Linked DNA regions of Mus musculus: region 2 is linked to region 1. A link is a contact called in public HiChIP or PLAC-seq data. All regions are on one chromosome and are shown on one strand. Each heading gives the region's core, a stretch centred on a gene start, on an enhancer-like site or on the middle of the called end of the contact. The rest is flanking DNA. Distances are from core to core; before and after follow the strand shown. Region 1 overlaps Gm30313 (a long non-coding RNA gene). Region 2 holds the start of B3gat1 (beta-1,3-glucuronyltransferase 1 (glucuronosyltransferase P)).

Evidence for each region. HiChIP or PLAC-seq counts read pairs in DNA pulled down with a chosen protein or histone mark.
Region 2: a contact with region 1 is called in an H3K4me3 HiChIP or PLAC-seq map of embryonic forebrain, with 4 times the contacts expected there. The contact joins the promoter of B3gat1 here to the enhancer-like site in region 1. A contact is called at or near these places in 2 of 39 promoter capture datasets (embryonic stem cells and stem cell-derived epiblast-like cells), 2 of 484 Hi-C or Micro-C datasets (cortical neurons and stem cell-derived neural stem cells), 7 of 115 datasets of contacts at active chromatin or transcription factors (embryonic basal ganglia, embryonic forebrain, embryonic midbrain and 4 more) and 2 of 9 other capture datasets (adipose tissue and liver).

What each region holds. Positions count from the first base shown.
Region 1 is chr9:26,518,168-26,521,158 of GRCm38.p6, forward strand. All of the region lies in intron 2 of Gm30313 (a long non-coding RNA gene), which reads right to left. Among named protein-coding and RNA genes, the nearest start is that of Gm30313, 30 kb to the right of the region's middle. Within about 2 kb of position 1,449, at least 95 of the 459 cell types and tissues checked have an H3K27ac peak or open chromatin away from gene starts, as enhancers often do. A contact at or near this core is called in adipose tissue, cortical neurons, embryonic basal ganglia and 6 more, where this site is marked.
Region 2 is chr9:26,732,295-26,735,363 of GRCm38.p6, forward strand. It overlaps B3gat1 (beta-1,3-glucuronyltransferase 1 (glucuronosyltransferase P)), which reads left to right and starts at 1,514. Exons shown (of 7, transcript NM_001310766.1): 1 at 1,514-1,883. It overlaps Gm48393 (a long non-coding RNA gene), which reads right to left and starts at 589. Exons shown (of 4, transcript XR_003948112.1): 1 at 1-589.

The sequences.
Region 1 (2,991 bases), core at 199-2,698:
TGTTTACAAAGGCTCAATGTTCATGTTGTATTTATCTCCTATAACCTCTACCTCCTAAAAGTACTATATCTGGCTTCAATATGTGAATAGTGAATGTGTAAATAATTGAAAGGGAACACAACTACTTAAACTGTAACACTTGCTCAGAACATTTAACTTCATTCAAGAGGAATTTCTGTCTTCAATGAGATAAAGGAGGTGTGATGTCAAGTCACAATTGGGGTGTGAAGCCCTCTTAAGTATTTGCAGTGTATCAGGACCATTGGACCCTGTTCTTTTCTTTGCTACCCAGTGGGAAGTGTTCCTGATGTTGTAGCTGCATTACTTTGGAGGTAGAGCCTATGCTGACATATCTGGCATAGCCCCCATCCCTCTCAACCCAGTATGCTACTCAGGCATCCACACTGCAACCCAAGGGTGGCCTTGAAGCTGACTGTGATCAACTAGAGGCCATTTTATCTCCTTGATCATTTGTGCATCTTCTGTGCCGACTGTTCCTTGACAAAGGATGGCAGGAACATAATTACTTTCATAAGTCTGCATAAGGCTTCCTTGGGTTTCCTGTTCTAATCTCACAATAGTTTCTCTTAATGGCTCCTAAGCAATCTGCCAAGTTACTCAGCATGAGCTCACTTAGGTTCTTGGCCTCACACCATTCCACACACAGTGAGATCAGGGAAGTCATACACCAAGTGCCCTGGTGAGTCACTGCTCCTTTGTGTTTGCCACTCACAAAGGCTTCTTGAGCCAACCCCACCTTCTTTCAAACCCTATTGGGTGACTGCACTGAACCGTTCACTAAACAATGAATATAAAGAGGTATTGATGACAGAAAATGTGGGCATGCTCCTGCTCACTGAGATGTTTGCTTCTCTCAGGCACCATTCCTGCCTAATCATAGACAAACAGTACTTGTACCTTTGTAAGACATCTCACAGTGGATTGTGACCAGACCTGCCTGTCACCAAGACTTAGTATCTCTGAAAAAAACAAACAAATAAAAAACAAAATACCTGCCCCTGGCAGGTGTTCACACCCTCATTTGTCACTCCATGGGTGGGTGCATCATTTTAACCAGATTTCAGAGCCAATCTGAGAACCCTTTCTAAAATGTGTGCATAATGCTTTGTTCTCAAGCTCCAGGTGTCTCCATTATGATTCTTCATTGGGGCATTGAGACTTATATGAACCACATAATACTGCCTTTCCTATGAGCACACGGGGAAGTAGAGAGAGACAAGATAAATCTTTTGAAAGCAAGAAGACACAGAAAGCAAAGTGAGAAGAGAGGGGTAAAGTAATAATCACATCTAGGAGTAGCTTCCATAAAGATTTATTATGCACAAAGGTTTATTGGTAATCTCTTCCAACATAGGAATGAGCAAGTTCTTACTCTCATGAAGCCATCAGAACAGTGATAAGACAGCAGAGGAGGACAGACAACTCGCCAAGACCATGACACAGAAAACACAGTGAGTTTCCGAGAATAGGGCATGGATCCAGACTCAAGGGCTTCTGGAACTTTCCCAAGAAAGGCCAAGAAAATGCCTGCAAAAGAGCTGAAAAGCATTAGATTCTCAACAAATGAAAACCACAGATCACATGATCCTAACCCAAAGCCTGCTGCGGATTTTCCAGTACCTTTGCCTACCCCCTCAGGATGTTAATCGTGGCCTTGTGTGCTGCAGCCTCTAGGCATAAACTCCAGAGTGGCAGCCTTGCCTTCTATAATACCACATCTTCTAGGATGTTGTGACAGCTGGCCCTAGAGGCTGCTCAGACAGCACACAAATGCATATTTGTAGAAAACAGGTTTCTGCTACTGGCTGGCTGGCTGGTCTCCAGGAACTCACAGCCACCCAACCTGGCCTCCCTCTTCTGCAACAACTGCCAGAAATGGAAGGGCAGAGTGTGGCAGTGAAGAGCAGTCACAGCAGCCCTGTGGGAGCACCATCCCTTTCAGGTATAGATAGGCAGAGTGTGATTGCTCTGAGACAGCAAAGTGTTAAGGAAGGAGCCTGGGGCTGATTTCAGTCCCTGGAGAGCTCAGAGAAGCACAAGCCCTTGTCAAGGAGCTCCCAGCTGGAGCTCTCTGTACTAATGGCACTCTAAGGAATTTAGGAAGGTTGAAGGGGGTAACAGGGCAGAGAGCAGTTCTGGGAAGCAGTGGGGTTTCCAGGGGATGCAGCTGTGTAGCTTCACGGGCTCTCCCAGCCTGGAATTCATCCCCAGACAATCTGCAGGCAGTGCCAAGGCTGCTGTTCCTGACATTCTGCTCCTTAGGGCATGAAAATTCCTCTGTCAGCTGCAGAACTTGGAGAGGGTCCCAAAAGCACAAAGCTACAGAAAGGGGTGAGAAGATCCAAGGAAGACTGTTCCCAACTACTCCCAGGTGTGTGTGCGTGTGTGCCTGCAAACAGGCACTCACATACACACACTCACTCACATATGTAATACCACATACTCTCACACACGTATACACACATGTTTACACATGCACACCACACACACACATGATCACTCACACACACACACATACTCACATACCCATACACATACAAACACACTCACACACACACACACTCACACACACATGTTCTCTCTCACACACATATCCGCATGAACATACCACACACACACACACACACACACACACACACACTCACACACACATGTTCTCTCTCACACACATATCCGCATGAACATACCACACACTCACACACACACACACACACACACATATATATATATACATGCTCACACATACACACTCACACACACATGATCATTCACACACACACACACACACACACACACATACATACACACATACATGCTCACATACCCAAACACATACGCACACATATATGCACACATCCACACCACACACACATACAGAGAGAGAGAGAGAGGAAGAGAGAGAGACAGAGAGAGAGAGAGAAAGTAAGCGCTCTGGGCAGCCTGGAAACATGGGGACAAGTATTTGTGTCT
Region 2 (3,069 bases), core at 264-2,763, 210 kb after region 1:
GGCATCAGCTTCCCTGTTGGTAAGAATCAGCCTCCAAGATCATCTCTGCCCTGTCACTTAGTAATTTTGGGTGGTATGGTTTCCTCAAGGAGATGCAGCAAGACAGCATGCCCTGGGCTCCCTGGTATGGAGTAAGGGGAGAAGAGTCTGGAGAAAGCCTCTCTCTAGAGACAGTAATTCTGTATTTTCTATGGGATGTTGTAAACTGTGACTACTACCTAACCTCAAAGCCTTGAAGAACAGAATTGATTCTAGAGCCTTTACACCACTCAACTTCACCCAAGAGGAGAACCAGGCTTCATCCTGATAGGCAGAGGTGATGGTGAAGAGCTGTGGGCTCAGCCTCAGCCCACAGTATAAAGTACGTTTCAACCCAGCAATGCCTAGCGGTGGAGCTGGTCTTTTGGAGTTTTGAAGAGGACACAGCTGAAGGCCCTGACCACAGGTGTCAGTGAGGACTATCAGCAATATAAACCTGAAGGTGCATGGATGGCATCTTAGGCTCTGGCAAGTAGACAATAGCATTTAGAAATCTCCCACTGGATGACTGCATGGCAGAGAGAGAGGGAGAGAGAGAGAGAGAGAGAGAGAGAGAGAGAGAGAGAGAGAGAGAGAGAGAGAGAGAGAGAGACAGAGACAGAGAGAGACAGAGACAGAGAGAGAGAGAGAGAGAGAGAGAGAGAGAGAGAGAGAGAGAGAAACTCCCTGTATCCTAGCATCCCAGCATCCCAGCCCCCCAATACCTAGAAATTCCTGGATGGCCTGCCCACCCACATTGGCCATCTCTTCATTCTGCACCAGACTGTGCCTCCTGCCTCCTTGTTAGATGCCCAGTGCTGGGGGGCGGGAAAGCAGAGTGACCCTCAACATTTTGGCATATCCTTAAAAGAAAGAAGCAGTGCCCACAGGTGGGGCTGCCCCACTGGCAGGCTCCTTGGGGACTCCTACCTCCGACCCATACAAACAACCCTGTATCCACTTCGGATTGCCCGAAGCCAAGCTGGGGGCCGCACCCTCTTTCACAGCCGCACTCATTCCAGCTCAGTGTCTTAGTCCCGCAGAACCGTGCCCCACCGCAACCCCCAAACCCTCAGCATCCCAGCCCGGAAACAATCGCCCTTTGAGAGAAGCTGCCAAGCCAGGGGCCTGAGCAGCCAGGATTGAAGGATGGAGGCGGGTGAGCTGGGGGTGCCGGCAGGGCGGGCGCGCTCTCACTCGAGCCAAAGCTGGGGTGCCCTGGGCCCCGCCCGAGGCCACTCCAGCATCCAAACGAAGTCCCAGACGCCCCAGAGGGAGGGCCACAGAGGAGAGAGCAGGGAGGTGATACCAAGCTAGAGGAGGGGGTCCAGCGTCGGCCCCCGCCTCAGCCCGCGAGGTTGGTACGGACCGCGAGTGGCTCGGGTCCCGCCGGCAGCTCGCGCTCGCGGGGGCGGGGTGCGTGGGGGCGGGGCGGGAGGCGCTGTCACAGCCGCGGCCGCACCGCGCATCCGCCGCCGCCAGCGCCGAGGGCACCACGCGCTGGCCCGCTCGGCTGGGCTCCGGCCGCGCGCCCAGCCATCCCGGCCCGGCCGGCCCGCGCGTCGCCTCTTGGGGCTCCGATCGCCGCCCCGCGCCTCGCCACCCGCGCCCTCCTGCGCGCTCCAGGGTTCTGGCCGCTGCCTGGCTGAGCCCAGAAGCAGCGGGGCCGTGATAGCGGGCCGGCCGGGGCTGCGGACGAGTGGGCCCGCGGCTATGAAGTGGCCCCCGAGGGCACGGAACCGGAGAACGCCTCGAGAGAGAAGCGCGCGCATCGCAGGGCAGCAGCCTTGGGTCGCTGGGGCCAGGGTATAGGACTGCCACCCGCTATGGACTGCGCCAGGGACGATATGGACTCGCTGCCGCAGGTCAGTGTCCGGCGCCCTGAGCCCCCACCTCCGCGGTGCACAGAGCCCCTTTATGCGTCCCCATCAGTACCCACGCCATGTCCGCCCGCGTGCGCGCGCGGTGTGTGTGTGTGTGTGTGTGTGTGTGTGTGTGTGTGTGTGTGTTGCACAAAATAGGAACATCCATCGGGAAATAGGGCCGGCTGGCAGGGCCTGCACCTGAGAGGATAGGAAATAAAGCTCGGATGCTGCCTGCCCCGCTCCATTAGGATGAAGGCAAGAACTGGTTCTCTGAGTCTTCTAACAACTGGTCTTTCTCTTAGCTCTTCTGTCCCTTGCCACCTCAGCAGGTGGTTCTTAGTGGCCCATAGGATTATAGGAGAAGGGGTCAGCTCTAGCTGCACCCCTACTCACCGGCAGGGACCCCAATCTCTCTGTCTTTCCTGGACATTTACAAATTAATTCTTTTCAGGGGAACCAAGTGACGCTCATCTTTCCTGTGGGTGCTGGGAGCCAAGAGATGTGGAAAGTGACAGTGAATCTTAGAGACCTTCAGTGCAGTAAAGCGGAAGGAGGCAGGGCCAGGTCATTACCTTCCTCTGTGCACTTGATCATACAAGTTCAGAAAAGGAAACTGAGATGTGAAGTAAGAGGAAAAAGTATCAGATCCCGCACCCCAGGGAACCGGAGTGTCAGACTCCTCTTAAGCAGCTCAGGTCAAGAGCCCACCCACTCCCAACTCACCCCACCCACCTACAGGAACTTGGTTTTCATGAGCTACCACTTTCTTAGCCGGATCTAGTCCTAGTGCACTCACTGGACAGCTTATAGAAGGTGGAGCTGAGATGACCCCCCAGATTTCTAAAGGCACAGGACCTTGAGCAGGGCTTTTTGTTGACAGTGGATTCCCCCATGCTTGAGTGGTACTTCTTTACGGAGACCAGTTTAGCTGGAGTGCCCAGCAGAATCTCGATCTTGGACTATCTGGCATACAGTTGCAAGTGAACGAGACAGCTATCCATATGCCTGACACAGAAATAATGTGCATGTGGTGTGTGTGTGTGTGTGTGTGTGTGTGTGTGTGTGTGTGTGTGTGTGTAAATGGCAAGCACGGGGCTTCACAAGTGACTGGTATTGAGGTGGGTATTTAGCTGTGTAGGGCTGTTGTTGTTCTAGTCTTCTGTCCTTAGCATCTCCCTTTTCTGTC